5 separate regions of the Mus musculus genome follow, and all the other regions are linked to region 5. A link is a contact called in public HiChIP or PLAC-seq, Micro-C and promoter capture Hi-C data. All regions are on one chromosome and are shown on one strand. The core of a region is the stretch at or near the end of the contact, and the rest is flanking DNA. Distances in the headings are between cores, read along the strand shown.

Region 1 (5,342 bases), core at 971-3,470, 310 kb before region 5:
ACACCGTATATCTTTTAAGACGTTTTAGTCTTCTGGCTAGGACACCGTTCCTAGCCCAGTATAACTGCCGACTTTAGAGGCAAAGACAGCCTATGCACCACAAAATACGAATCCAGAACCCAGCCAGAGTCCTGGTCAGTTACCAGTTTGGTTCAGGTTTTGCTAAGGCTAGGAGACCAGGAGCAGATGGCACACCCAGGATGGCCAAGCTTGTGGGAGCAAAATCCTCCTCTGGGGAACACGTGATGACATGCCAAGATGGCACTTGCATGATGAGGGACCAGCTCTTGTGAGTCCCATTTCACAGGTGAGGACATCGGGCCTTGCAGGTTACATCACAAGACATGGGCCACAAGTGTCAGCCTTCCCATCAACAGACACAGTCCCACCTCACGACCTTTTGCAAAAGACTTTTATCAAAGCCCTGTTTCCACCTGGAATGCCCTGTCAGACTCCGCCAGGGCTTGTCTTGCCTACACAGGCTCAGCTATGGTGACAGGCCACACCTTGGGGAGGCTTTCCTGGAGGAGAGTGGAAAGAGCCAGCGGGGCTCAGCAGAGCAACAGGGAGGTTACCTGGTTCCCTAGGCTCCATGGCCTGAATGTGTGTTTGCTCAGTTCCCGAAACCGAGTTCTTCCCAGTGTGTCTATGTCACCAGTGAGGGGACAGGAGCTCAGCCACAACATCTGGACTGATGATGACATGGGTGGGGCGGAGGGAATCCTGAGGAGCTGGGATGGGAGGCTCCAAAGGGTTTAGTTCTTATGCTCTTGCTCTGGCCTTGGTGACCAAGCCAGTCTCGGAGTTAAGGCTGCTCCTGCCTCCCAAGTCCCCAGTGCCCCAGGGTCAGGAGTCAAGAAGGAAGGCTCCTGGGTTTGGGTTTAAGGCTGCCCACCTGTGCGTACTTGGCTCTAGGGTTTAACTAAATGGTTGAGACAGTCAATAGCTCAGTAGTAAAGAGGGCCACAGGAAAGGGCCAAGCAGGGAAGACATCCTCCCTAGTCCTAGAGTGGACTAGGAATGGAAGGGTTGCTGTCAATGGGAATTGTTTTGAGGAAGGGGGCCGTTCCAGTGGCGCCGAGGCGGAGGCTTCTCCAGGACAGGATTAGGGTCGGGACAGATGTGGGGCGGTGGGCGCGGGTCGCGAGAGAGTTAAGCTACAGGGTAGGGTCCAGGGTGGGGTTCCAAGGCACCCTGGGCCGCGGGGGAGCGGGGTCTGGGCGCTCAGCTCAGCTGCTTTGAGCGCCTGGGGCGGGAGCCGCCTGCCCAGGTCCTGTGGGGCTCGGGCTGCGCGCTGCCGGGAGAGGCGAGGAAAACAACAGGCGAGGAGGGAGGGAGCGAGAGGGACGGCGGGAGGCAGGGACGCGGGGGCTGCCCCCGGTCCGCCCGGGTTTGGCGCGCCAGGGCCCACAGTTCGGGATTCTCTGGGCCCCAGAGGTCAAAGAAGAATACCGCGTCCCCTGGCCGGGCAGGTCACCTGCCCCACCCCCGTTTCGCGCGTCCTGGGATGCTGCTACGAGAGGTCGGGTAATCCTTGGCTACTCAGCTTGGGGGGCCTTTTCCCTAGTGTCACTCGCACCTCCCGCGATCAGCCGCGGAGTGGGTGGGCCATCCAAGCACCCTCCTCCCCGCCCCTATTAACCCTTCCAGTCCGGCCTCTGGCCTCGGACCCGCCCTCTCCCCTAGCCTCCAGCGTTCACCGCATCCCCAGGATGCCGGGGTGGGGGGAGGGAGAAAGTTTCAGGGCTCCGCAGCTTCCCGCGCTCTCCCCATCCCCTGGCCCCCGCCCTGCGCCGCTCCCCGCGGACCACTCACCAGATAGAGGCTGCCCTGCACTAGGAACACGAAGCAGCAACGGGTCAGTTGCATCTTCCTCCTTTGCTCTCACCCGTCTCTCTTTTCCTTTCGGGGTCCCAGGCCCCCTCCGTCCCGGACTGCTCCTTCAGGCGCGCTGTCCCATGCTCCGGTCCCCGGTGGCTCGCGGCCCTCCCCTCAGCCAGTTGCTGGGACCGACCCCGCCCCCTTCGGTCCAGCTGTGCAGCCGCCGCCCCCTCCCCGAGTCCAGCTGCTCGCCGCGCGGTCCCTTCTCCCAGTCCCAGATGTGCGCCCGGAGCGTCTCGAAGGGGCTCCGGCTGAGCGGTGACTCTGCCGCTCCAGACAGGCGCTCGGCGCCCGGCTTGTTTCCAGAGGCTCGGCTCTCACCCAGATGTGCTGGGGACCTGCGCGCGCGCCCGTCCCCGGTGCTAATTCCCCAGACCAGACGGCCCCTCCCGCCCCGTCGTGGCGCGCCCCCTGGCGGACGCCCCGGGCCACGCCGAGCCGCGGCCGCCCGCTCCCCGCTCTGCGCCCCGCCAGACTGGAGCGCTCCTGGCGCCCAGGCGCCTCCCGCTTCCTCGTCCCTCCCACTGGCGGCGGCGGCGGCGGCAGGTACGGTGAGCCCAGTCGGTACCTCCGGATTTAACTCCTCCCCTGCCGGCCAGCAGCCTGGGGACCTGGGACGCCCAATTTCCAGCGTAGGGGACAGGAGGAGGGCGGAGGAGCTCTGGGTGAGGAGGCAAGAGGCTGGAAGACCGCGGATGGGGACACCAGCTTTTCCGCCCTTCTGGCAGCGCGCCTTCTTTTCTGTAGCGGGCACACGGGAATCTGTCGCTCTACCTACCTCCACCCTAGGAGTCCTAGAATTTGGAAAGACGACTCTCCCTAAATCCATTTTTAAGGGCTCAAGGATATTTACAGCGGATCACAGCTGATGGTTCCTGCAAGACTTGATGAGGGTGCTAAGGGAAGTTCTTCTAAGTGTCTAGCTCGCACCCTTTTTCCTAGCACATTCGTTCCTTTTCTTCTTAGACGACCTAAGAGCAATCAGTACGAAGCATTTGGTTGAGGCGCTGGGCTGAAGAGACCACTAGGGTCCAGGCTGGGTTCTGAGGTTGGGGTAAGGGTTTGCCTCCTGAGAAATAGAGGCATAAATGGCGTGAACAGGCCTCTCAGAGCATGTTCTTCCCTACCCATTTCCCACGGCACAGGTGTCACCAGGCGGAAAAGGGCCCCACCCCAGTGGGGTCCTAGGTTGCTCTGTTCTCTTCAAATCACCAAGACAAGAAAGATTAAGACCTAGACAAGAGATCCCAAAGGGTCAGGACCACCCTCCTGCCCTCAATGGCTAGACATCCTTCTGAGCTCTTTACAACTCCTTTGGTCTTTAGAAAAACAAAAGGTCGAATCCTAGGACCCGCATGGAGGCATTTGGAGTGGCCCCAGCCTACACTGGGTCTACCGGAAGCTCTCCACACTCTCTTCTGTGGCCCTCTGAGATCCAGTGTGGTCCCTGGCTGCAGCCCCCAGCTCACACCCAGCCTCCTCCCCCACCATCTGCCAGGCGTTGTGCGAGGAATGCAGATGAATCTTAATATCAGCCTGGGCCAAGTGCAAAGAGGGAGAGACTGCAGAAGGAGGTAGCTTGGATGAGCCCCCTGTCTCCTGGGTGCCCTGGGCCTTTCGGGCTCTTTGCAGTGTGTGTGTGTGTGTGTGTGTGTGTGTGTGTGTGTGTGTGTGTGTGTGTACTCAAAGACTGCCAAAGGCAGGGGAGGAGGAAGGAACAGGTAAAATTTTGTGTGGCCTTGGAGCTTCTGGTCCAGCTGGGAGAAAGATGCTGTTGGTCTGAGCGTGGGCAGCTAGTTCCCGCTCTCAGCTTGACAGAGACGAAGCTGGGCTCACTCCTTACTCATTCCAAGTCTTGCCCCCAGGAAAGCAGTGTGGCCCAGCAGAAGGGGTACTGTTTTCAAGCCAGACAGTCTTAGATTCCACGCCAGGCCCCAGCCCATTGTGTGACCTTGGGCAGGTTACTGCCATGCTGGGATGCCAGGTTTCAGATCTTTCCTTTGGAGGTGGGAAGAACACAGTGTGTGTCCCCAGTGCGGGCGCCATGGTTGGCGGGCACCGTGGGAGTGCAGTAAACGGAAGGGCTCGCTTTTGCACTTCCCACACATTTGCTCTGGCTGCTCTGCCTGCCACGCTTGCCCCCACTCCCCTCTTGGACACTCCTGGCTCCCACTTCAAGTTTCTTCTCTGCCTTCATCCATCAGCCAGTGGTAGAGCCTATCCTCCATACCAGGCTCCCATCCAGAGCCTGAGTTACAGAGATGAATGGGACACCATCCCTGCCCTCAAGGATCTCCTAGCCCTGTGTGTGAAAATCAATCATTATAACTCACTGGGATGCGTGCAAAGACACAGTCCCCATAGGGCCTGGAGGATGTACCCGGAGAGGTGGGGGAGGGGCAGGAAGGTCAGGGCATCCCGGAGGTCAAGAGGAGTAGGGCTACTTCTGGCAGGAAAACAGTTTGCTGTTCTGGAGTGCCTCCTCCAGGGGAAGAAAGGAGGCAGGGATCAGCTTTTGTGTCGGCTGAAGGGGTCTGGTTTATGGGGAACCTTGAAAGGGTTTTTAAGGGACTGGTTACAGTCCTGCTTGTGTTTTGGAGAGCTTTCGGAGAATTCACTAGGAAGAGGAGGGGGAGGGGAAGCAATTAGAAGACTAGGGTTGGGGGCCTGAAGACAGCAGCAGCAAGCAAAACCAGAAAATGAAAACCAGCCAGGCTTTTGCTGTTGCTGAGGTACAGGATGCAAAGAGGGAGGAGGGGGTAAAGGTGCCAGGCAGTGTCCTGCATCTGACAGGCTGCATGCATGATAGACTGGGGGGAGGGCAGGGCGGCGGCTTGTGCCCTGGTCAATGGAGGAGGATGCCTTGGGGGAATTCAGCTTTAGCTATGACATCTCTTTATGCTATGCTGCTGTTGGCCATCCAAGGGCACCTGGAAGTCTGACCTGGGATGTGGGGCATGCTGGAGAAGTTGTAGGCACCGGAGGAGGAGCTCTGGGCAACCTGACATTTAAAAATTAGGCAAAGGAAGAAAACTCCCAGGAGCTCACGGGCAACCAGGAGCAAAGCGGGCCACGGGGCTCACTCTGGAAGCAGAAGGAGCAGGAACGCTCTCACTTGAGTGTGCCAGGCAGAGTGACAGCCACCATATGCAGGCCCAGGTTTCCTGGCTGGGGGAACAGGAACCCAGTACTGTATAGTTTTACAAGCCCTTGCCCCTCCCCAGGAGACACAGAGTAAAGTGGCCTCCAGCTCTCTAAAAATCTGAATAGAATTAACTCTGCTGGTAGAGTGCTTGCTCAGTATGCACAAAGCCTGGCGCCCCACCTTTAGCCCCCTATAAACAAGATATGGTAGACACACCTGTAATTTCAGCACTGGGGAGGTGGAGACAGGGGGGTCAGATGTTCATGGCAACCCTCAGCTACACAGTGATTTTGAAGGATTTTTAAATTTTTCTTCC
Region 2 (5,516 bases), core at 2,672-5,171, 470 kb before region 5:
CTCTTCTAGACCCTGTTAGCTCTATTCCTGTTTCCTCAGAAGACAAGGGCAGGTGTATCTGTAAGTTCAAGACTAGCCAGGGCAACATAGTGAGATGCCATCTCAAAACAAAAATAAGCCTCCCATGGGTAAAGGTGTGTCTTTGTACAGGTCACTTTAGCAAGTTTGTCGTAGCAGGTTGTTCCTAAGCGATAATGCTGTCTCTGAAGATGGACAGGGATTGAGCAGAAGGGCTTCATACACAAACACGGTGTCACTGAGCTGGGCCTCCATCCTCCTCATGCTAAATTTGGTCACTTTAGGTGGTCACCACCAGATCCCTCACTGAAGGCACAGTCTTCTCCTCTTAAGTGGTTTGTGTGGTGATAGTTTGGCGTTGCGTAACTATAAATACCCCTTCCCCGTAACCGTTGGCCCAGGAAGTCTCGGCATCTGTTGATTCTTCATGATTGAGATATTCCATTGATAGTTTGATAAAGACAGTTCTGAATTAATGTGACTTGACAAGAATGTTGACGTGACAAAGTCAACAGGAGGAATGACACAAACGGTTTCCTTTGGGCGGGGAAGGTGACAGAACAGGGCTGTCATATTTTGTCAACATTCATAAGCATTTTGTGTAACTTGGCTGATATTGAATTGCATACCGGTTGCTTAAGCATATGTTGCCTAGAAGTTTGCTGAAAGTCAGGAAGAAAGCAGACGGGATAGAGTTAAAATTACTAATGGTTTATTCATAAAGTAGAATTTATTTTGATTGAGGAAATTACTTGATTGATAGTAATCTGTAATTTTTTTTATTTTTAAGGCATTTTTAATTAGATATTTTCTTCATTTACATTTCAAATGCTATCCCCAAAGCCCCCTATACCCTTCCCCCGCCCTGCTCCCCAACCCACCCACTCCCACTTCCTGGCCCTGGCAGTGATCTGTAATCTTATTTCCCTTTTACTTGGTTTAACCTTCCTCACTAGAACTTGTCTTACTTCTAAATTATTTTCATCTTTCCTTGACCAATCAATCCAACATGCCCAGAGACTAAAAGCAACGTTCCTGAGTCCCAAGTAGGATCGTCTAGTTCCTAGCAAGGGAAGGGACCTTTCGGTTCTCATTGTTTCCTGAGCCACGGCAGCCAGGAAGCCATGGAACAGTTGAGTCTTACTAAAATACAAGTGTGGGAAATGTCCTTGAAAAATCTTCTATTCGGGGAATGAAAGGTTTCACTTTGCACTCTAATCTTGGAGAGATGAGTTCACCTTCAGCATGAGGTGATAAAAGTCTCAGAGATTCTGCCGCACATCGGAATGGATGCGTGAGCACGTGGGGTGCACAGAATCAGAACAGAAACCACGGTACAACAGTTTCACAGTTGTCCTCTTGCAAAACTCATTCTAGATGAACCGCCCTAATCTGGTTCTCCTTCTCCCCACTTACCTTACAAGCTAACTTAAGAGCTGACTGGATGCCATGATTTCTTCTCTGTTGAATAGAAATCAGATTACCATGAGAACGGAAGCAAGGAAAAAGATGTCTGTTCGTCCTTTGAGTTTGTATGTCCCTAAGGCACCTGTTACTTTCAAACAGTCACGAGGTGAGGATTGTTTTATGGGAGGTTAGGCTACTGTGTGGGCTCCTCTTACAGCGGCTCCATTAGATCCTCAAGGAAAGCAGCTTCCATCAGTAACTGCTGGCGACTTGTTTTGTCTTGAATGCTCCGATCCTACAGAAACTCCTCTTCAGAGAATCAAGTTAAAGGGTGAAAAGTTCACCCTACTTCCTTTTCTTCTAACTGTAGTTTCTTGAGAGCTGAACAAATGTCAGAGGCCCACAGCCCGCTTTTTTTTGATGCCTGTGCACACACTGCAGGGCTACCCTTTGCCTCCTGGAAGATACAGTTAGTGGATTCTTTATATTCTTTTCCCACAGTGACATCTCTAAAAAGGCTTCTCTCTTGACCCATTCTTCCAGCTGCCTGCGGACGTGATCTACATTTAGGGAAGTCAGACATGAAGCCAGAAATGGTTTCCCTGGTTCTCTTGAGTTGTACGTTTAAATATGGAGTCAAGTGATTGATGGAGGGTTTGGCTGAGCAGTTCTTAGAGTGTACACAAATCCCGTTGCTCTTTTCTGGGTAAAGTCTCTTTGGAAGGGATAGCATGATGGAACTTCCCCCCGCCCCTTCCAGTCTAGTTCTTTTGAGTTTCTTCTCCCTGTGAAGGTTTAAGTTAGCTGTGGCTTAGTGTTGAAAGAAATGTTAGTCAGGACTGGGGTTATAGCTCATCGATAGAGTGCTTCCTTGAGTTTCAGTGCTAGACAACAGAACAGAGAAAGCCCTCTCACTCCATTTCCAAAGTAACAGCTGGGATAGATGGGGACTCCGTGGGCCCTCCATGAAGGTCCGTAACCCCCCCAATAGACATATAGATGGGGTCTCTGTGGGCTCTCCATGGAGGTCTGTAACCCCCGGATAGTCATATTGGGGGTTTCGGTTTCACCACAGCTTCTCTTCCAAAACCCACATGTCCCGAGTTAAGCAGTGAAGTGGCCCCAAACCACAGGGAGCTCATGAGGCCATCTACACTGTTCAATCCCAGCACACGTCCAAAAATAGAAAGACAATCCCTGTGAGGCTGTTTGCAGGAACTTCCCCTCCGTCCTGCGAATCAGTTCTTGGGGGAAAATGTTGTATTTTGTTCTCCAGGTGGACACCCCAAGTGGACAAGGCAGGGTAGGAGCCCCCAGGGTCCCTCAGGGTCCCTCCACACTGCCCTGGCTTTGCCTGCATCTCATCCCTGTGTGAAGCTCATTGGTTACTGAACAAAAGGAAACAGACGCGTGCCTATGAGCATGGAGAGAAACCAGGATCCTTGTAGCGCTGTGCTGCTTCGCGGTGAGCATGCATAGCTTTTGGCTTTGTGTTCCCTCAGCTGGATGTTCTTATTTCCTATAGCATATTTGTCATGAGGGCTATTTTCTCTTTAAAAGAGGGGATGGGAGAAGGCTTCAAAGTCTGATGGCATGAGAAAGTGACTCATGCCTTGTTTGTTGAACCAGCTAGTTGTTGAGTTTTTTGCTGGGTGTAAAATTATGTCTCCATTTTGGAGATGTACTAGGAAGGCTAGGCACATGCTGTCGGTGGGATTAAGAGCATCTTCCCATCCCAGGTTCCTCCCTCCTACCTGGCCTGCAAGACAGCGAAACGATGAACTTGTCCCTCCAGGTGCCCAACCCGAAGGCTTGGGTCTGAGCTGATTGCTCTCTCCCCTGGCCAAGCTGAGAAGAACCAGAGATGTCTCACGCCCTACATTATCTATAGTCTTCATCCTGAGGACTCTCACCTCTCCTTCGAGTTCCTATGCCAGGGTTAGGCTTGAGTTGATTTCAAAGGAGAGGTCTTAGGGGGAGGCAGAGACGAACTGGTGGCCCTTCTGAAAGCACCTTTGCTGGGGGTGGGTGTGGGTATCCCCTGCCAGTGTGCCTGGTGTCAGATAGCTGGCATTGATGGAGCAGTGGCATCAGCTCTCCCCTCTACTCCCCTGCCAGTAGCTTCTTGTCTTACTCCTCTCCCATCAGCAGAGACTATCAGCGCGTTGATGCTCAGTGGGCACTCATACCTACTTACCAAAGGCGTTATCTGCCGTGTGTGCAGTTGGCTCCGTTGACACCACCTGACTGCTGGGCCTCTCCTCTCTTAGCCCCTCTCCCTGGAGCCATAACAAGTGTAGCAGTTGGGAGACAGGGCCAAGTGGCTCTGGAAGATAGCACCTAAGGCTTCTTATCTAGTAGGTGCTGTTTTGTTTTGTTTTCTCCATTTGCTGTTGCCCAAGAACCAAAGCATCCGCCACTGCTCAGCTGTGTGGTGAAATGGTCTGGCCTGGTGCCAGGGTGCCTCGCCAGGTGGCTGAGCTGTGGAGGCTGCTGCATGCGATGGGCCGATAATACCCCATGGTGCTGTAAACAGGACACCCCACCCTCCTGCAGACACCCAGCCCATGCCCCAGTGCTGGCTGCTTTGTCATTGCCTGTCATGATACTGGCTTGTCTTCTCTGATACAGGAGCCGATTGTTCTGTTTCTCTCCCAGGTTCCCAAATCTGAGAGGGGCGCTTTCCAGAAATAAAACCAGTTCATCTTTCAGCCACAAGCAACCGTTTTGACTTCTCAACACTTCCTATCCTTTAGCTGTAATCACACGAGTGCAGGACAGCGCCCATTCCCCACATCTTTCCGGTATGCCCATAAGCACCCACTTCCCCCTCACTTGTGGGTCTGCTAGGGGATGCTTGTGAGCCGCGGAGCTTAAGCCCTTGCTCATCAACAGCTGCCAATGCCCAAGTCTCTAAGAAGCTTTATTGACTTTTGTTTGTTTGAGACAAGGGATCACCCTGTAGCCAAGGCTGGCCTGGAACTCCTGTTCCTAATGCCTCTGCCTTCCATGTGCTGGGACTACAGGCACGTATCCCTTGCCTACTCCTTTCCGCACACTTCTCTCAGACAGACAGTATCCAGGAGAGCAGTAGGCTGTCCCTAGTAAAGGACAGTGAATATACAGTAAATTCAAGTACCTTGCCAGGCCTGGTGGACAGGCCTGTAATCACAACTACTGAGGAGGCTAGGGCAGAAGAAATGGAAAGGCAAGGCTTCCCTAGACTAAAGATTGAATTCAAGAATACCCTGGGCAAGGTAGGGAGACCCTGTCCCAAAATAAAAAGTAAAGAGAGGGCTGGGGCCATAGCTCAGGAGTAGAGTGCTTGCCTGGTGTGTGTGAGGCCCTAGGTTCAATCCCCAGGCCTGTGATACACCTGTAGAACCTTCTTGCAACAGACTTCTCAGTAGTCGTCTCTTTCTCCACCTCCTTCCCTGTATCTTCCTCGGGAATAAAAGCATATTTGCATTTCTTTTCTCTTCAGAATCCCTAGGAGGCAAGGTGGACCAGATTGGGCCCTGCTGGCAGAGGGAAGGCAGATCCGTGAAGATGGTAGTGTTGGCTGCAGTCACACTGCAGTGAGGATAGGACTGTCAGACCTATGCTGTTTGGATAGCCCCTCCTAGGTATCAGCACTGTGCCTGCTAGTCTGCAGCCTCTTTAAGGATGGCACAGGATAGCATCGCTATCTGGTTTTGGCTTTGGTTTGTCCTTAGGGGAAATTGATGCCTTGGGTTAGCAGCTCCCACTCAGTTTTGGTGCCTAAAACAACAGGTGCTTGCCAAACCATTTTGGGGGATGCAGTAGGTTAGTTTGTTTTTGTTTTTGTTTTTTCCCTAGTCGAAAACCTAATCTTTTTAGAAGTGCCCTCTCCTTTATTTTCTAGGCAGGAGAGAAACATGGCATTTTAGTCTCCTCAGAGGGGTTGGGACATGCCAAGAATTTGGGGATTTGGGAGGGGCCATGGAGCCTTGCTAAGGGCTCTGAGACAGGAGGTAATTCTACCTTGTGGCTAGCTAGGAGCTGAGCCAGCACTGGGATGTGGCCGCTGTGGAGATAAGGCTGGAGCCCAGCTGTGACCTCATCTGCAG
Region 3 (5,421 bases), core at 1,175-3,674, 370 kb after region 5:
AGCGGGGACATGGTTCATTGGTAGAATATTTATCTAGCACGTGTGATGCTCTGGGTTCAATTCTGAGTTCTGAGAGGAAAGAGAGAAAGAAAAGACTAAGTTGTTTCTATCATGCCAGCAGCTCTTGGGAGGGAGATGCAGGAAGATCAGAATTTCAGAGATACCTTCAGCTACAAAGGGAGCTTGAGGCCAGTGTGTGGCATAAAATGCTGTGAGAATTTGCATGTCATATATCCCAGGGGCCATGCAAATCTTCTGGATATCTATGCAGTTTCAGTAATCTAAAAAAGAAAGTGTTAGAACATACCCCACGATGGATGTAAAAATTTCCCTTATACCCAGAAGTGTTGTTTTGTCAAATGATTTTGATTTTTTTTTTAAAAAAGTAAAGGCCACTCATGCTGTATCAGCATTAATAAACTTACACACATCTTTCCTCCCCACCAAAGACAGGGTTTCTCTGTGCAGCCCTGGCTGTCCTGAAACTCTGTCTGTAGAGCAAGCTAGGTCTGAAAAGGCCTGCCTCTGCCTCCCTGGTGCTGGAATCAAAGGTGAATGCCACTGTATCTCTACATCCCAGCATACAGGCATCTGTGTCTACAGAAACCTAAGAACTGGGAAGTTCGAAATCTTTAGGGGGGAAATCCTGGTGTTTCTGCCCTTCATGATTGGGTGAACAACAACCTGGATTGGGCTTTGGGAAGCAGTGAACAGACACCTTCCTCTTTTTTCCTTTCTCTATGTTTTCAAATGTGATAAAAATCAGAGGGGATGTTTGTGCTTCATGTCAGTTATTAACAATGTCTGTTGGGAGTGATACACAGTATACTACAGGCCTCCATTCTGGCTTTCATAGGCCCTTTCCCACAAAGTGACTCAAGTTCAAGTTTAGGCTTTGGCTGAGCCGGACTCAGCTCAAGGGGTTCGATTCTTTATTACAAACAAACTCTTGATGTAGAATAGAAAAGTTCAAATTTTCTGCCGGGGTGAGGGGAAACCTGAGAGAAAACTAGAAGACACAAAGGGATTTCATGTGAAAGTGATACAGGAAAGAAACAAAAAACAAAAAACAAACCAACTTTAAGGGCAGATTTGTGAAACAAGCCATTTGAATCTACAGCACAATAGGCCCCAACAGAGGGCCTCGGACAATTCTAGCAGTTGGGGTAGTTCACTCTCTCTCTCCTCCTCTTTAACTTCCAAGGAAATTTAAAGAGGCAGCTAGGGGGTCCTGAGCTTTCTAGTCCCTCAGTCCTGTGGAAGTGTGCTGGGGCCAGGGTTCGGTTCCTGGACTTTCCGGCCTAGAGAGCGGCACCAAAGAGCAGAAAGGCCCCCACACAGACCAAGCTCCTGCAATCTTGGGACCCAGGATCCCCACAGGTGGGGATGGCCACGAAACCAGCCTTGGCTCCCCCAGACTGCAGATTCCAGAAAAAGGGATACAATCTTGACCCCCCCTTCCCATTTGTGATGTTTCAACCTCTCCCTCTCTCCCTCTCCCTTTTTTCCTCTCTTCCTTTCTCCTCCCTCTCTGCCTACCCCCCCCCCCCCCGCCAGCCTTCCTTTTCCACACCGAGTCTATTCCTTCAAGTAAAGCCCCTGTACGCCTGTGTCTCTTGGTCTCTTTCTCCACCCTTAAACGGAAATCCAGACCCCCTTCCCAGACATTGGCTCTATTTCCCCTTCAGATCCGGACACTGCGTTCCCTGAGCCAAGCACTGCACGTTTTCAACGTTCCTTCGTGTCCCCCGCCCCTTGGCTCCGCCTCATCCCCATTGGGGCCTCCGGGCTTTCAGTGTTGTGACTAGGCAGGGTCCTTGGGGGACAGACCTGGAAGGCACTTGCCTGGGCGCAGTGTATTAGGGACAGAAAGGATATCTACAATGAGCTACGGTGGCTAGTACCCAGCCTCCAAGCACAGAGCTCCCTGACGCCTACAGTTCTCATTCCCATCTCAGAAGCATTCCCGGGTTCTCCTTTGAGGCAGCCCGAAGTGGCCTCCCAGCCCTTCCCCCGACTCCCCTCATCCCCAGGAGATGGACACTTTATTGGGAGAGCTTTTTATTCTCTCGTTAAACCTGCCAAAGCGCAGAAGACTGGGAGCCAGGAAGAGAGAGAGAGAGAGAGAGAGAGAGAGAGAGCGCAGGCAGAGACCCGAGACAGCAGGCAGAAGCAGAGACACATATAGAGACAGAGACACAGAACACATACAGATAAAGACAGAGACACACATACAAAAAGAAAAAGAGACAGGCGGAGAGGAAGAGAAGGGAAGAGAGGAGGCGGAGCCGGGCTCCCCGTCCCTTCTCCCCCTGCAATTTCTGCGGGAGGATTTTATGAGCCTCTCTCCCCCAGGCCACAGCCAATCAGCGCTCATGCCCGGGCTCTTGCGTCTCTTGCGTCAAGACGGCCCAGCCAGGCGAATGCAGGCGCCGTTCGAGCTGGGAGCGATTTAAAACGCTTAGGATTCCCTGGGCCTGGGTGGGGAGAGACAGCTTGCTGCCCCCTAGAACCCTCACCCTCGGCTCCCCATGAGCCGATCATTGGCTCCATGGAGCCCGGCAATTATGCCACCTTGGACGGGGCCAAGGATATCGAAGGCTTGCTGGGAGCTGGAGGGGGTCGGAATCTAGTCTCCCACTCCTCCCCACTGGCTAGCCATCCCGCGGCTCCAACGCTGATGCCAACTGTCAACTATGCCCCCCTGGATCTGCCAGGCTCTGCAGAGCCACCAAAGCAGTGCCACCCTTGTCCTGGGGTGCCTCAGGGGGCATCTCCAGCTCCTGTGCCTTATGGCTACTTTGGAGGCGGGTACTACTCTTGCCGAGTATCCAGGAGCTCCCTGAAACCCTGTGCCCAGACGGCCGCCCTGGCTACCTACCCTTCGGAAACTCCTGCACCTGGGGAGGAGTATCCCAGCCGTCCCACCGAGTTTGCCTTCTATCCGGGCTACCCGGGACCATACCAGCCTATGGCCAGTTACCTGGATGTGTCTGTGGTGCAGACCCTGGGAGCCCCCGGAGAGCCTCGCCACGATTCTCTGCTTCCCGTGGACAGTTACCAGCCCTGGGCCCTGGCCGGTGGCTGGAACAGCCAGATGTGTTGCCAAGGTGAACAGAACCCACCAGGTCCATTCTGGAAAGCAGCGTTTGCAGGTAAGTTCTACTCTGGCTCCCCTTGGCTCAGCATGGGCTACGCTGGCACTTGCTGGGAAGGAGGAAGAGGAGAGGAAGGGAAACTTCGGGCTGATGAGGAGGGGCCTAGGGTTCCTGGGTTATTTACTAGGACTGTGAGGGAGGGTCCAGGCAACAAGAGGGCCTCAGAGGGTCAGAATAAGGGGCCTCAGCAGGGTGCTAGCCTTCCTGACTTCTCCAGGAGGCTCTAGGACCAGTCTTTGAATATGTCGGGAGAACCTTGGATCTCTGCTGTTGATTGGGGGCAAAGAGTCCCTACCCAGCACAATCCCAGACTAATTCTGCCCAAAGGCCAAATGACATAATCCAGTGGTCTCGAGAGTGGCATTGAGAGGTGGGATCGGAGATATTGGGTGTTTCCTCGAGAATATAACCCTTTCCTTTTTTTAGGTCAATTTCGAAAGGAAAATTTAGGTTTTCTTTGACTGAGGGTGTATTGAAGGGTGTGTTCGTGAGTGTGCGTGTAAGTGTGTGTGCATGGTGTTTGTGTGTGTATGTGTGTGTTGGGTAGGGAACAGAACCCTGTTTTCTCATGTACATAATTTGCCAGTTTGGAGGAGTGGCTGAATCCGAACACGCATGTGAAAGTGGATTGTGTGATTGTGGACAAAAACCTGACAGGGTGGGTGTGTTTGCAGACTCCTGGTGTGAGGTCAGTGATGGTGGGGGTGGCCAGTAGGAGCAGAGGCTGAGTGAGTGGCTATCAGAGAATCAGGCAGAATCTAGGGCTGTGTGCTTTGAGGGAGCCGGGCCCACACATAGGATGATCAGGAAGCGCCTGCAGGATGACGTAGCCCTGAGGCGTGCAGGGCCTGGGTCTGCGCTTGATCTTGCGCTAGAGAGGGGACTAAGATGCCTTTTCTTCCCTCTCTTTTTCCACCACACAGAGCCCAGTGTCCAGCACCCTCCTCCCGACGGCTGTGCCTTCCGCCGAGGCCGCAAAAAACGCATTCCCTATAGCAAGGGGCAGTTGCGGGAGTTGGAGCGGGAGTATGCAGCCAACAAGTTTATCACTAAGGACAAGAGGCGCAAGATCTCGGCAGCCACCAGCCTCTCTGAACGCCAGATTACCATCTGGTTTCAGAACCGCCGGGTCAAGGAGAAGAAGGTTCTTGCCAAGGTCAAGACCAGCACTACCCCGTGAGCACCAGAGGGGATGGGCAGGGGAAGAGGGCTTGTCCTGGAGAACTGGGAGCCTGCCAGGGCCAGGACTGGCAGAGGACTCGGCTGAGGGACCCCAAGAGATGACACCTTTAGCAGGCTTCTGAGTTCTGGACTGTTCCTCGGGGCTATCCTGCATGTGCCGGGAGCGGGAGGCTCCTCCATCACGGTTCTGAAGAACCTGTATCAGTCATAATCATTCATCTGGACCGTGGTGATAATCTCATAACCAGTACTAGTTGTCATGATAATTAGCCTCATATTTTCTATCTAGAGCTCTGTTGAGCACTTAGAAATCGCTTTCATGAGTTGAGCTGATTGTGAATAAATTCGGAAGACGATCTTGTAGGACAGTTTCCTCTCAGATTCCTTTCCATGTACACTCAGTGTGCCCCCCTTCTAGTGGTGGAGGGGAGAGAGAATGGGGTGGGGGGACAAAGGTAGATTCATCCTTCTAAGGTGCCCATACCCACTTGGCATTTTTCTGAGATGATACCAGGGCAGGATAGACCAGTTAGAGAGTGCTTCTCCCTCCTCCCTGCCCACCTTCTCCTGTGGTCTCCTTCCTCCTGGACAACCTCCTAGGCTATACACAATGGGAAGCCCCCATCCCAAATGCTGAGATATTATAGTGAAGTGAAACCAGTGCCCTGATTGGGTCAGAACCCACCAGGAAGTGAATACCAAGGAAGGACTTACAGACTTGGCAAGACAGTTACTTGGGCACTTTCTTAAACTCTGCTTCTCTTGGCAAATGATCGATTTGGCCTATCCCGGTTGTTCTGACCCAGTTGGATTAGGGTTTGTTGGGCATTTAGGAGCCACGTGCAGTAGTCACATGTGGCCTTGTCAGGACTCCTTCCAGGCCCAGTGGTTACAGAAGAGGGCACCCTATCCTTGGGCTTTTGAAAACATAACCAGAGTTTGGGGAACCAAAAAAATGGCCCCTTTATTCCCCACTATTTTTCTTGGTCACCTTTCTTTAACACTGAAGGAACCTCTCTCCTCGAGGCCTGGGAGAAGAGGATGCCATTTTTATTGCTATTAACTGTATTTTTTATGTAAA
Region 4 (5,478 bases), core at 2,782-5,281, 290 kb before region 5:
TGTGCCTTGCTGGTGCTTGTGGAGGCCAGAGAGGGCGCCACATCTCCTGGCACTGGAGTTGCAGATGGTTGTGTGTTGTTTCCTTTTTTTAAAAAGACCTTTCTTTTAGCCCATCGCCCACCAGAGGTAGTGGAAAAGAAAGGATGCAGGGAAACTGGACCTGTTTAAAAGTTGTTCTTTAGAGCAAATCCCATCTATGTGGTTAGGAAAGCAACAGCTTAGTTCACAGGTCGGCAACGGCAGCTCGAACCACTCGCCAATACTTTATAGATACACCAACAATCCAGTTCTATAGAGTCTAGAGAGCCAACACAAATCAGCAGCAATGGCGCTACCTAGTAGAGACAGCCAGACCTCGGCCTCAGCAGGAGTCAGCAAGAGAGGCCAGGATCACCAGGGACACCAAGAGAAGTTCTCTGCTGTGCCCCTTCGCTGAAGTAAAGATCAGCAAAGATGAGAGACCAAAAAGCATTATAAAGCTAGCTCTATAGCAAGCCCCTCTCACAGTCTGTTGCATCCCTTTTAAACTCCATGTGTTCCCCATGGGCCTGGCCTCAGCAGCATGCGATGTCTCAGCTGACATCACTCTGTCAATCGGAAGCCACAATACACCATCAGAAGGTTTTCGTTTTTGTTTGTTTGTTTTTGGTTTTTTTTTTGTGCTATGGAATCCCAACAAATGGAGCTCAACTGCTCAATGTAAGGGGACCAATATATGCATGTCGCTAGTAAAAAGTCCTTCATCACGTGTCCTTTCATGTACATGTTTAAAAGAGCATCCTTTCTCCTGTGTCTGCTTCAGATAAACATTCCTTCATGAGGCTGCCTTAGCAGAGTATCCTTTTATCTGTGTCCACTCCAGAAAAACATTCCTCCTTCCCGTGTTTGCCCCCAGCAAAACACCATCTGACACAACTGACTCTCCAAAGAACCCCTCAGTTTCCTCTTCAGTTGTGAACCACCATGTAGGTGCTGGGAATCGAACCTAGGTCCTCTCGAAGAACAGCCTGTGTCTTAATGGCTGAGTCATCTCTCCAATCTTCTTAAGTAAGACAGGAGATTGAGAAGCCAAGACAGATAAGGGGGGGGGGGGAGAAAGGGAGCAGGAGAGAGAAAAGAGAGAAGTTGTTTATGAAGACTTATTTGACGTAAGGTTTCATGGATAAAATCCAATGGATGAGAAACAGACAATAGATTGAAATATATGTAGCAAAGAACTAATATCATCTCTATAAAATAAACTATGTGCCAATAGGAGGCAAAAATAAAAATCAGGCAGAGGCACAAGTGGATATGGGAAGAGACATGGCTCCTCAGGGGTCAGAGCTGCAATTTAAACAAAAGGGGGGTGGGTACCTTAGAAAAGAGTAGGCAGCCAGGGGTGGCAGCACATGCCCTAATCCAGAACTCTGGAGGCAGACAGGAGGGTCCATACAAGTTCCAGGACAGCCTGAGCTACATAGTAAGTCCCTTTCTTGGAAGACAAAAAAAAAAAAAAAAAAAAAAGGATGACAAAAAACCTCTTCACACCTGGCAGTGGTGGCGCACATCTTTAGTCCCAGCACTTGGGGGGTGGGCAGAGGGAGGCAGATTTCTGAGTTTGAGGCCAGTCTGGTCTACAGAGTGAGTTCCAGGACAGCCAGGGCTACACAGAGAAACCCTGTCTCGAAAAAACAAAAACAAAACAAAATAAAAAACTCTTCATTTACAGAAAAAGAAAAACCAAACCAAACCAAAACCAATAACAAACACTCTGATCAACTAGCATAGCTTGTTCCCAGCTGTGGGCCTCCCCTGCCCCAGTCAAACCATTTACATAAGTACGGTTCATTTGCTACGAGAGCAATGAGCCAATGTTGATATGTTACGATTAAAGTCCGCAGTTTATTCAAGTGTCCTTCGTTTGTATCTGGTGCCCATTTTCTGTTCCAGCATCCATCAGGACATGTGGTACCCATTTTCTGGAATTCCTCTTGGCCTAGGCCTGTTTTTCAGATCGTCCTTGGTTCTGATGACCTCACAGTGTGGCTCTGTCAGAATCTGATGATATCACCCATTCCTCTCTTCCTCCCTGTCTTAGTCAGGGTTTCTATTCCTGCACAAACACCATGACCAAGAAGCAAGTTGGGGACGAAAGGGTTTATTCAGTTTACACTTCCACATTGCTGTTCATCACCGAAGGAAGTCAGGACTGGAACTCAAGCAGGTCAGGAAGCAGGAGCTGATGCAGAGGCCATGGAGGGATGTTACTTACTGGATTGCTTCCCCTGCCTTGCTCAGCTGCTTTCTTTTAGAACCCAAGACTACCAGCCCAGAGATGGAACCACCCACAGTGGGCCCTCCTACCCTTGATCACTAAATTGAGAAAATGCCTTACAGCTGGATCTCATGGAGGCATTTCCTCAAGGGAGGGTCCTTTTTCTGTGATAACTCCAGCTTGTATCAAGTTGACACACAAAACTGCCAGTCCACCCCTCTCTCCCTCCTGATCTAACAAGCATTCTTGCCACTGTATCTCTGATCTCTATGTTTGCTACTTTGGCACAGGTTTCTACTAAGTTGCCCAGGCTGGCCTTGAACTCACTTTTCCCAAGGTCTACCTTGAGCTTGCAGTCCTTTTGCCTCAGCTCCTCAGAAGCTGGGACCACAGGTCTGCACCAGCAGGCCTGAGCATCTCCATCACAGGTGCCACACTCTCCTCTCCTCACAGCTCAGATCCCAGATGGGACCTTGGTCACTCAGAAGGCACTCTTCCCTGGAAACATTACCAGAAAGGTAGACCTGTAGTTTACAGCTAAGGGGAGGTCACGGCATCTCCCTGCCCCTTAAGATGCCTGTATAGGGCTGGAGAGATGACTCACTGATTGCTCTTCCAGAGGTCCTGAGTTCAATTCCTAGCAACCACATGGTGGCTCACAACCACCTTTAATGGGATCCAATGCCCTCTTCTGGTGCATCTGAAGACAGCTACATTATACTCGTATACATTAAATAAATAATATATTTTTAAAAAGATGTCTGTATAGGAGCTGGAGTAATGGCTCAGTGATTAAGAGCACTTCCTGCTCTTTTAGAGGACCGGTGTTCAATTCTCATGCTAACTCACAATTGTCTGTAGCCCCAGTTCCAGGGGATCTGACACCTTCACACAGACATACATTAGGGCAAAACGCCAATGCACATGAAAAAGTAATTTCAAAAAGATATCTGTCTAATTTGTTTAGAACTCTGTCCCATTTATTGATGTAGCCAGGCACTTCCAGTGTCAATACGAACCATGTGGACATTTACAGCTAATATGGGTTCTGATCCAATTTAATTTTGGTGCTCACTGTACTGTGTTGTTTATCAATCAGTAAGTAAGGGTGGGGGTGGGGTGGGGAGGGTGGGTGGGGAGGGTTGGGGGTGGCCGAGAGAGTGAAGAGCTGTCACTCCAGCATCTTCCTGATGCCATGGCTGCCTGACAGGGCCTGGAGAGCTTGCTCTGTCCCTCCAGTTTCGGGGAATCAATTTTTCTCTTCTGATCTCAGGCAGGCTATGCAAGCATATGCATATGGCACAACGCTCATATGCATAAAACAAATAAATCTGAATATATATATATATATATATATATATATATATATATTTGGATTTTTGAGACAGGGTTTCTCTGTATAGCCCTGGCTGTCCTGGAACTCACTCTGTAGACCAGGCTGGCCTCGAACTGCCTGCCTCTGCCTCCCGAGTGCTGGGATTAAAGGCGTGTGCCACCACGCCCGGCCAAATCTGAATTCTTAAAAAAACACCCTGACAATAGAAGCTTACTAGAGAAAGGGTTTGTTTTAGCTCACAGCTCAAGCTACAGTCCATCATGGCGGAAATCAAGGCAGCAGGAGCTTGAGGTACCTGGTCACATGGTGTCCAGTCACAAAGAGGCCTGAGTGCACAGGGCTACTTGGCTAGGTTTCCTTTGTGCAGTCTAGAATCCCATGAAAGGGTCACACCCACAGTGGGCCAGCCTTCTCGGTTCATTTAACCAAACCAAGATGGCTACCTCCGACCCCCCAGGCACACCCTGAGGCTCTGCTCCTAGCTGGTTTTAGGTCCTGCCACTAAGTGACAACACTAATCATTCCAGAGAGGGGTGGAGCCAAAGATTGGAGCGTGGAAGTTCTGAAAAGTCAAAGAACTAAAAAACAGCAATGTAAATGGCTTTTTACAAAGAGGGTATCAACTACCATCTCTCTCATTTGTCACCTGGCAGCCATACTGCTCCGCCCCCTAGCTAGTCTCCACCCAGTGGATTCCCTAGTCCACTGGTTCTCAGACTTCCTAATGCGGAGCCTCTTTAATACGGTTCCTCACGTTGTGGTGATCCCCAACCGTACGATTTTATCGTTGCTACTTCATAACTGTAATCTTGATAATATTATGAATTGTAATGTAAATACTTGATATGGGACTCCAGGGGGTCGGGACCCACAGGTTGAGAAACACTGCCCTGGCATCCTTAGGAAACATGTACAGTGGTCCCTACACTACCCTGTGTAGATAGAACGTTCAGACTCAGTGTGGTGACCCACTGTGCCTTCCCTTGGGGGCTCCAGTCAAATGTCGTTCTTCAGAGAGCCCCACTTAAGGCAACAGTGCCTGTCCAAGGCCCTTTGGCTCCTGTCCATCTGCCCATAGAGAATTTGAGGTATTGGCCATCTTCCCCTCCCGCACGAGTCTTTGGGTCCAGAAGGCGGTGGATACCTGTGTTGGTGGCCGACTGTGTAGCCAGTGCTTTGATCAAATCATCAGGCCATCAGGTGGCCCAGCCCCCAGAGGCACCCTGTGTTCTGCTGTGAGCTGGGGAGAGGAGAGCTGGTAACCGCATCTTTACACGGCTTTGGTTTGTTTAAGCGATTACAGAGAACATGTAGTACGTTGACTTATAATTAAAAAGAAAATCCAATAAAGTTAATAAAAAAAGAAATTAAAGTTTTCATTTCCTGGGGACTAAACAAGAATGCAGCAGAAGGGAGCACAGGTGTCTCCTGAGGCTGGTGGATTGGCGGAGTGGAGAGTGCTGGAGGGCGTGGTTGAGTGGAGGGGTGAGAGAGACAGGAGGGGCTGGAATTGAGACTGTGGGGCTGTGTGTCCGGAGGGCTGGGAGGCGAAAGTAGAGGCTGGGAGCCATCGAAGCTGAGATGTACAGTCGGTTTCATGCGGGTTCATTGTGGGATGACTGACAGGGAATGTGGCTTGTGGAGGTGGCGAAGGCTGGCCACCCCGGGACACCACCACTGGACCGTGGACAGCCTGTGGTACACACATATATACATGTCTGTGTCCTCAGAGCCTTTTGGCGTTATTCGTGTCTCATTTCTCCAGCGATAAAATAGAGGTTGGCACAATATGCCAAGGGTCTTCCAGTGTGGATGTCTGCCTCAAAGGATGCTGAGTCCTGAGATCTGTTGGAAATGAGGTTGGGTTAGAGTGCTGTTGGAGGAG
Region 5 (5,478 bases), core at 1,029-3,528:
CGTCAGAGGTAGGGCAGCTGTCTAGCATGCCCTCCAACACTGATACACTTATTTCACAGAGTTGGAGGCACGGCACGGGGGATCATCCCCATGATGGAGCTAGAAGGTAGACCAGGGCAGGAAAAACTCGAGATCATTAGTGGGGGCCAAAAGTCATCTACCAGCACTCTCTGACTGTATCAGTGAATTTGGAAAGGAGGCTGAAATTTTGCAAGAGAATCAGATTTTTTTTTCTTCCAAGACAGGGATTAGCTCTGACTATCCTGGAACTCACTCAGACTAACCTTGATCCACTTACCTCTGCCTCCCAAGTGCTGAGATTAAAGGTGAGTGCCACCACCAGAGCCAGCAAAAAACAAACATCTAAGGCCTAGAGGTGTCAGTGTCCAGATTAAATCCTGGGGTCTGGGTCACAGTGTTGAGTAAAACAGACATGGATCGATCGGGTGGTGGTGGCCCAATTCTTTAACTTCAAAACTGGGGAGGCAGAGGCAGGCTGATTTCGGAGTTCAAAGCCAGCCTCATCTACAGAGCGAGGTCTTAGACAGCCAGAGCTCCACAGAGAAACCCTGCCCTTTTGGAAGACAACAACAAAGGCAAACATGGTCTCTGCCCTCAATTTACTTAAAAAAGAGTAAAAGTGACAAGGGAGAGGCGCAGTATGAGGTCATGGGTAAGCAAACTGGGTTGGAACTCCAACGCTACGGTTCATCAACTGGATAGCCCAAGCAAGCTGGGTTAGCTCTTCCCAGTTCGATTTCTTCAGAGCCTCAGTGGCATCATTTTGGAAGGAGAACAAGGATGGGAGCATGGATCCAGACATTCAAATCTTTCCAGCCATCTACCCACTCCCCTCAAGTACACCTAGGGCTGGTTTAAGAAAGGGCATAGTGGCACACATGCCTTTAATCCCAGCGCTCAGAAGGTAGAGGCAGGAACTCGGGAGTAGACCGTCATTCTGGACTATACAGCAAGGCCCATTACTAGCCTGGGCGACAGGAAACTGTCTCAAAGGGGGGGGGGGTCTGGGGGGCATTGGAGGGCCGAGAACAGATACAACACAGATGATGAAGGCTGTGTGAGCCTGTCTTTGAGAAGGGTGTGGAGATGAAACTGCTTCTTTAAGAGGAGGGATTGCAGGGTGTGGGGACTCGGGCCTTTAATCCATCAAATTGGACATGGAAGCAGGAGATTTAGGAGCTCAGGGTCGGGCCTAGAATAGGTAGCAACAAATTATAAGAGACCCACCCTCCCACCCCGACTCAAGATAAAAGGCCCAGGGCCTGAGCACCGCTAGGTAGAGCTAGGTAGAATAAACACCGGTAGCCCTTGGACTTCAGGAAAGAGGTGAAGGGGCGCTGGCGTGTTAGAGAGGGAGCAGGGGCAATGGAGACGTCGCCCTCAAAGATTTGGGCGGGTGGTCCATCGTATCGGCAACTTTTCTGCCAATCTGCCTTCTGCTGGTGGAAGCACGGAGCTCTGGTATTCAAAGCTAGAGGATGATAGGAGAGTTGAAGGTAGACCCAGGCCAGGGTGCACCTCCTCACCCACAGATCCTGTTCTGTGACTGAAGTGAGGTGTCCTTGTGTTCGAACTCTTGGACAAGTCTTTTCTCCTGGGTTCGTCGCACCGGTTCAGAAAGTGCAGGTTTCACCTCCTCTCTTTTAATCGTAATCTAGTGTTCTGAGGGGTGGGAAGGAAGGGAAAGCTCGCCAGAGAGGAAGAGCGGGAACTTGGGAGAAAGCGGGTTTTATTTGCACCACAGTGCTCAAGTGTCGGTTCTCCAACTCCGAGTTTAGGCGGTGCTGGATTGGGAGAGCTTTTCCATCGGCAAGCCCGAGTACCCGGTAATTTGGGGACAGGGTTCCGAGGACTCGGCAGGATGCCGCGACTCCTCCCGGAAGGGCAGAGGGCGAGCTCGGAGCACATGGAGGGAGGGCTGCTTGGCGGGCCGGTCACCCGGCTGTCCCGCGACAAGGAGGGAAGCCGGGCGGTGGAAGGGCTGCCTGCAGAGTCCTGGCGCCGAGCCCAGCAGGAGGCGGGCAGTGTGACACTGACTCACGCACGTGCCCACGCGCACGCAGAGGGTGCCCCGCACCCACGCTCCTCGGACGGGACGCGCCACGCTCCACCCGTCCCGCCCGCCCAGTCTCACGGCCGCTCGCGCGGCCTCCGGGACAGCCCGGAGGCGTGGCTCCCGGGCAGCCCGCCCCTTTGATGTGCGCCGGCGCCACGGTGATTGGCTGGGCGCTTGTGACGTGCGGGGACTGCGGTGGGCCCGGGTGCTGCGGCTGCCGCAGCGCCCGCCGCGGCTCGGGCTCTGGCTCCCCGGCATTTAAAGGGGACGCGGCGGCGGCCCCGAGGATGGGGGGCAGGTGGAAGGGACGGAGCAGAAGCACATCATCCACAGTCCCTCGGGGCTGGAGGGATTCGTGAGCCGGAGCTCAGAAATCCGGGGGTGGATAAGACCGCGTACCCCCCAAATCCCGTAAGCACCCCTTGCTCCATCCTGTCCCTAAATCCCTTAAGTAGCCCCCTTCCCACTACTTCCACTCCAAACTCAGCTGGGACAGACAGCGTGACCGCTGCTGCCCCGCATGAGTCTTGGGCTCCGGGAGGACCGCGATCTAAATGTTGGGGTGGGGGCTGTGTGTAGTTTGAGTGTGTTTCATGTGCTTGGTGGTGGGGTAGTCCCAGGGGCAGAGAACTGAACCCCCTCCTTTCCCAGGTTAATGGTACCCAGTGTCCCTTCATCTCCGGGGACTGTCATAGCTCCCCGCCACCCACAAGTCCTTCCTTCTCCCCGAGCTACGCACCCCCCGCCCGCATTAGAGCGAAGCGCCCGCCAGCTGGGGGTGTGCCAGAGTGCCTGCTTTCCAGTCACCTCTAAAAATATCTCTCCTGCTACCCCACCGGCAGCTGCCATCTCCCTGCCCCTACCCAGTAAGAATCACCTCTGCTTGTCCACCCCAGGCAGGGGACCCCAGAGGTGACGCCTAGTCCCAGATTCCTCACTGGCACCGGGGCGCAGACTAGCTAGGACAGGGAACATACAGAGCCTCCGGAGTTCAGGTAATTTCTTCAAGAGGCAGTAGAGATCCCTGAGTTTTAATCCTATTTCTGATGCTGTGTGATGTAAGCTGGACCTCTCTGCACCCCCTCCCTTGCCCATTACGGGTTAATGAACAAGAAAGGAGTTTGTGAAGTTGCGAGTGTTGGGGGCAGGAATCCTAGCTTAATTGTCAGATCTAATTTCTAGTGATGGGCATACTTATTCTTGAAGCAGAGAGGGCTTGACAGTTTTTAAGTGCTCACCCCCACTCTCAGTCTGCATGTTTCTTGTGGAAAACTCCCCAAACTTTCCTATGGGCTCTACCCTCTCCCCCATTAGGAGAATTTCAAGCTTAGACTTAAGTTAGTGCACACACACACACACACACACACACACCCCTACCCCGACTTCCCACAGATCTAACCTAAAAGTATTTGTATCAAAGGAGCAGGCAGGGGCTGTGATAGGGAATCAGGGCTGCAAACATTGATCTTAGATGAGACTAGAAAAGGACTTCCCTCAGCCCCCAAAAGTTTGCCTCCTGGCTGCTCTAGCATGTGGGAGAAACTCAAAGGTCCTGTCCTGTTCTCCACGGGGACTCTGGTGGTCACACAGAATTTTTTGTTGCTTTGTTTTTCTAGACAGGGTTTCTCTGTGTAGTACCGGCTGTCCTGGAACTCACTCTGTAGACCAAGCTGACCTCTAACTTAGTTTCACCTGCCTCTGCCTCTGCCTCTCTGCCTCTGCCTCTGCCTCTGCCTCTGCCTCTGCCTCTGCCTCTGCCTCTGCCTCTGCCTCTCTGCCTCTCTGCCTCTCTGCCTCTCTGCCTCTCTGCCTCTCTGCCTCTGCCTCTCTGCTTCTGCCTCTGCCTCTCTGCCTCTGCCTCTGCCTCTGCCTCTGCCTCTGCCTCTGCCTCTGCCTCTGCCTCTGCCTCTGCCTCTGCCTCTGCCTCTGCCTCTCTGCTTCTGCCTCTGCCTCTGCCTCTGCCTCTGCCTCTGCCTCTCTGCTTCTGCCTCTGCCTCTCTGCCTCTGCCTCTCTGCCTCTGCCTCTCTGCCTCTGCCTCTGCCTCTGCCTCTCTGCCTCTCTGCCTCTCTGCCTCTCTGCCTCTCTGCCTCTGCCTCTGCCTCTGCCTCTGCCTCTGCCTCTGCCTCTGCTGTGATTAAAGGCAATGCCCTGCACTGCCCAGGACTTATCGCTTATCACCTGTCAGAAGTGAGTGACTTTTTTTTTTAATGGCAGTTGTTTTGAAACAGGAATTTTCATGTAGTTCAGGGTGGCCTCAAACTCAGATTCTCTGCCCCTATCTCCTGCATCACCAGCTGCCAACTGGTCTATGCTATGAAGCCAGAAAATAACTAGGGGTGAATGGGGCAAGGACCAAGTGTCTGTGAGGCTGTGTCAATTTTTGGGAAGAAACCCGGAATACCTGGCCTTCTGCTCTGCAGAGAAAAAGACAAGATTACCAGAGTGGAGGCGCTGGACTTTAATCCCAGTGTTTAGGAGGCAAAGGCAGGAGGATCTAAGTTCAAAGCCAGCCTAGTCTACAGAGAGAATTGCAAGCCAGCCAAGGTTAGGTAGTGAGAGCCTGTCAGCTGTCAGCATTGGGACTGGTATAATTCTTTCAAAGGAAGACAGGCAAGTAGTTAACCCCCTCCAAGAGATGAAAATTAATCTTATCAAGAGTATTTTTATTACATGCCTGGAATCTCTGAACTCAGGAGGCTGTCCAGGTTGGTCGACCCTGTCTCAAAATTAAATACAAAGATAATGGGTTAAGGGCATGCTGTATAGTATCTGCAAAGCCCTGGGGTTGGTCCTGACTGTGGGACGAGGGGAGTGAAGCAGGAAGAGAAGAGAAGGTTGTTCTGTGTGGCTGCTGGTGACCCGTTTGGTTTGTATCTTTGTATCTGACCCTTGCTTCCCTCCCTGCCTGACACTTAGTTCCTCTCTTTGTGATTGCTTTTACAATGGGTGTGGCACCCTCTGACCTATCACCTCTAACTCTTGTCTTGGGACAAAGGTTATATCAGCCGGGATTCCAATGGTGACAGTTTCCCCAATGTCCCTTGCATGCGGTTCCCTCGTCTACCATCCCTGCCCCTTTCTCTCTCACTATCTCAATAATGTTGTCTCCCAGAGCACTGCTAGTTTTTGCTAGTGAGCTTTAACCTCTTTCCAGTTACTAGCTATAGGTTCTTTGAGGGGATAGAGAACACTGAGAGCTACTTCCTGTCTCTACTGAAAAGCTTTGCTCTGAGAAAGCGAGGGTGGTCAGCTCTATAAAGAGGGTTCCAGAAGCTGTGTCCTCTTGATCCTTCCCTAGTCTACTCTGGAGGCAGTGGCTTCTGCTGCCTTGGGATAGTCAGGGAGTGTGTCACCTTGAGAGTCAAGAGTTTACGGTGCCACCCATTGCTACCACTAGAGG

The links. Promoter capture Hi-C pulls out the DNA fragments that hold promoters and counts their contacts. Hi-C and Micro-C count contacts between places; a contact is called where the count stands out from the background. HiChIP or PLAC-seq counts read pairs in DNA pulled down with a chosen protein or histone mark.
Region 1: a contact with region 5 is called in a promoter capture Hi-C map of liver, with 3 times the contacts expected there. The contact joins the promoter of Nxph3 here to the promoter of Phospho1 in region 5. A contact is called at or near these places in 2 of 39 promoter capture datasets (the 3T3-L1 cell line and liver) and 1 of 115 datasets of contacts at active chromatin or transcription factors (pancreatic cancer cells).
Region 2: a promoter capture Hi-C map of liver shows a contact between it and region 5, with 2.0 times the contacts expected there. The contact joins the enhancer-like site here to the promoter of Phospho1 in region 5. A contact is called at or near these places in 3 of 39 promoter capture datasets (liver and pre-B cells) and 2 of 115 datasets of contacts at active chromatin or transcription factors (memory CD8 T cells and pancreatic cancer cells).
Region 3: an H3K4me3 HiChIP or PLAC-seq map of neural tube shows a contact between it and region 5, with 3 times the contacts expected there. The contact joins the promoter of Hoxb13 here to the promoter of Phospho1 in region 5. A contact is called at or near these places in 9 of 39 promoter capture datasets (the 3T3-L1 cell line, the C10 cell line, cranial neural crest and 5 more), 4 of 484 Hi-C or Micro-C datasets (the G1E-ER4 cell line, cerebellum and embryonic stem cells), 9 of 115 datasets of contacts at active chromatin or transcription factors (embryonic basal ganglia, embryonic forebrain, embryonic hindbrain and 4 more) and 1 of 9 other capture datasets (embryonic stem cells).
Region 4: a contact with region 5 is called in a Micro-C map of embryonic stem cells, with 2.4 times the contacts expected there. The contact joins the enhancer-like site here to the promoter of Phospho1 in region 5. A contact is called at or near these places in 3 of 39 promoter capture datasets (the 3T3-L1 cell line, hippocampal neurons and second pharyngeal arch cranial neural crest), 1 of 15 datasets of contacts at CTCF or cohesin (the NIH/3T3 cell line), 6 of 484 Hi-C or Micro-C datasets (the C2C12 cell line, cortical neurons, embryonic stem cells and 1 more) and 2 of 115 datasets of contacts at active chromatin or transcription factors (T-cell acute lymphoblastic leukemia and embryonic stem cells).

The regions. Positions count from the first base shown.
Region 1 is chr11:95,512,345-95,517,686 of GRCm38.p6, forward strand. Nxph3 (neurexophilin 3) reads right to left here and starts at 2,221. Exons shown (of 2, transcript NM_130858.3): 1 at 1,816-2,221. The coding sequence starts at 1,869.
Region 2 is chr11:95,352,965-95,358,480 of GRCm38.p6, forward strand. All of the region lies in intron 1 of Fam117a (family with sequence similarity 117, member A), which reads left to right. Among named protein-coding and RNA genes, the nearest start is that of Fam117a, 19 kb to the left of the region's middle. Within about 2 kb of position 3,922, at least 145 of the 459 cell types and tissues checked have an H3K27ac peak or open chromatin away from gene starts, as enhancers often do. A contact at or near this core is called in liver and memory CD8 T cells, where this site is marked.
Region 3 is chr11:96,191,892-96,197,312 of GRCm38.p6, forward strand. Hoxb13 (homeobox B13) reads left to right here and starts at 2,425. Exons shown (of 2, transcript NM_008267.4): 1 at 2,425-3,155; 2 at 4,082-4,719. The coding sequence starts at 2,552. The coding sequence ends at 4,338.
Region 4 is chr11:95,528,415-95,533,892 of GRCm38.p6, forward strand. No RefSeq gene overlaps it. Among named protein-coding and RNA genes, the nearest start is that of Nxph3, 17 kb to the left of the region's middle. Within about 2 kb of position 4,032, at least 15 of the 459 cell types and tissues checked have an H3K27ac peak or open chromatin away from gene starts, as enhancers often do. A contact at or near this core is called in embryonic stem cells, where this site is marked.
Region 5 is chr11:95,822,222-95,827,699 of GRCm38.p6, forward strand. Phospho1 (phosphatase, orphan 1) reads left to right here and starts at 2,279. Exons shown (of 3, transcript NM_153104.3): 1 at 2,279-2,488. It overlaps Gm38958 (predicted gene, 38958), which reads right to left and starts at 2,190. Exons shown (of 1, transcript NR_164195.1): 1 at 1,734-2,190.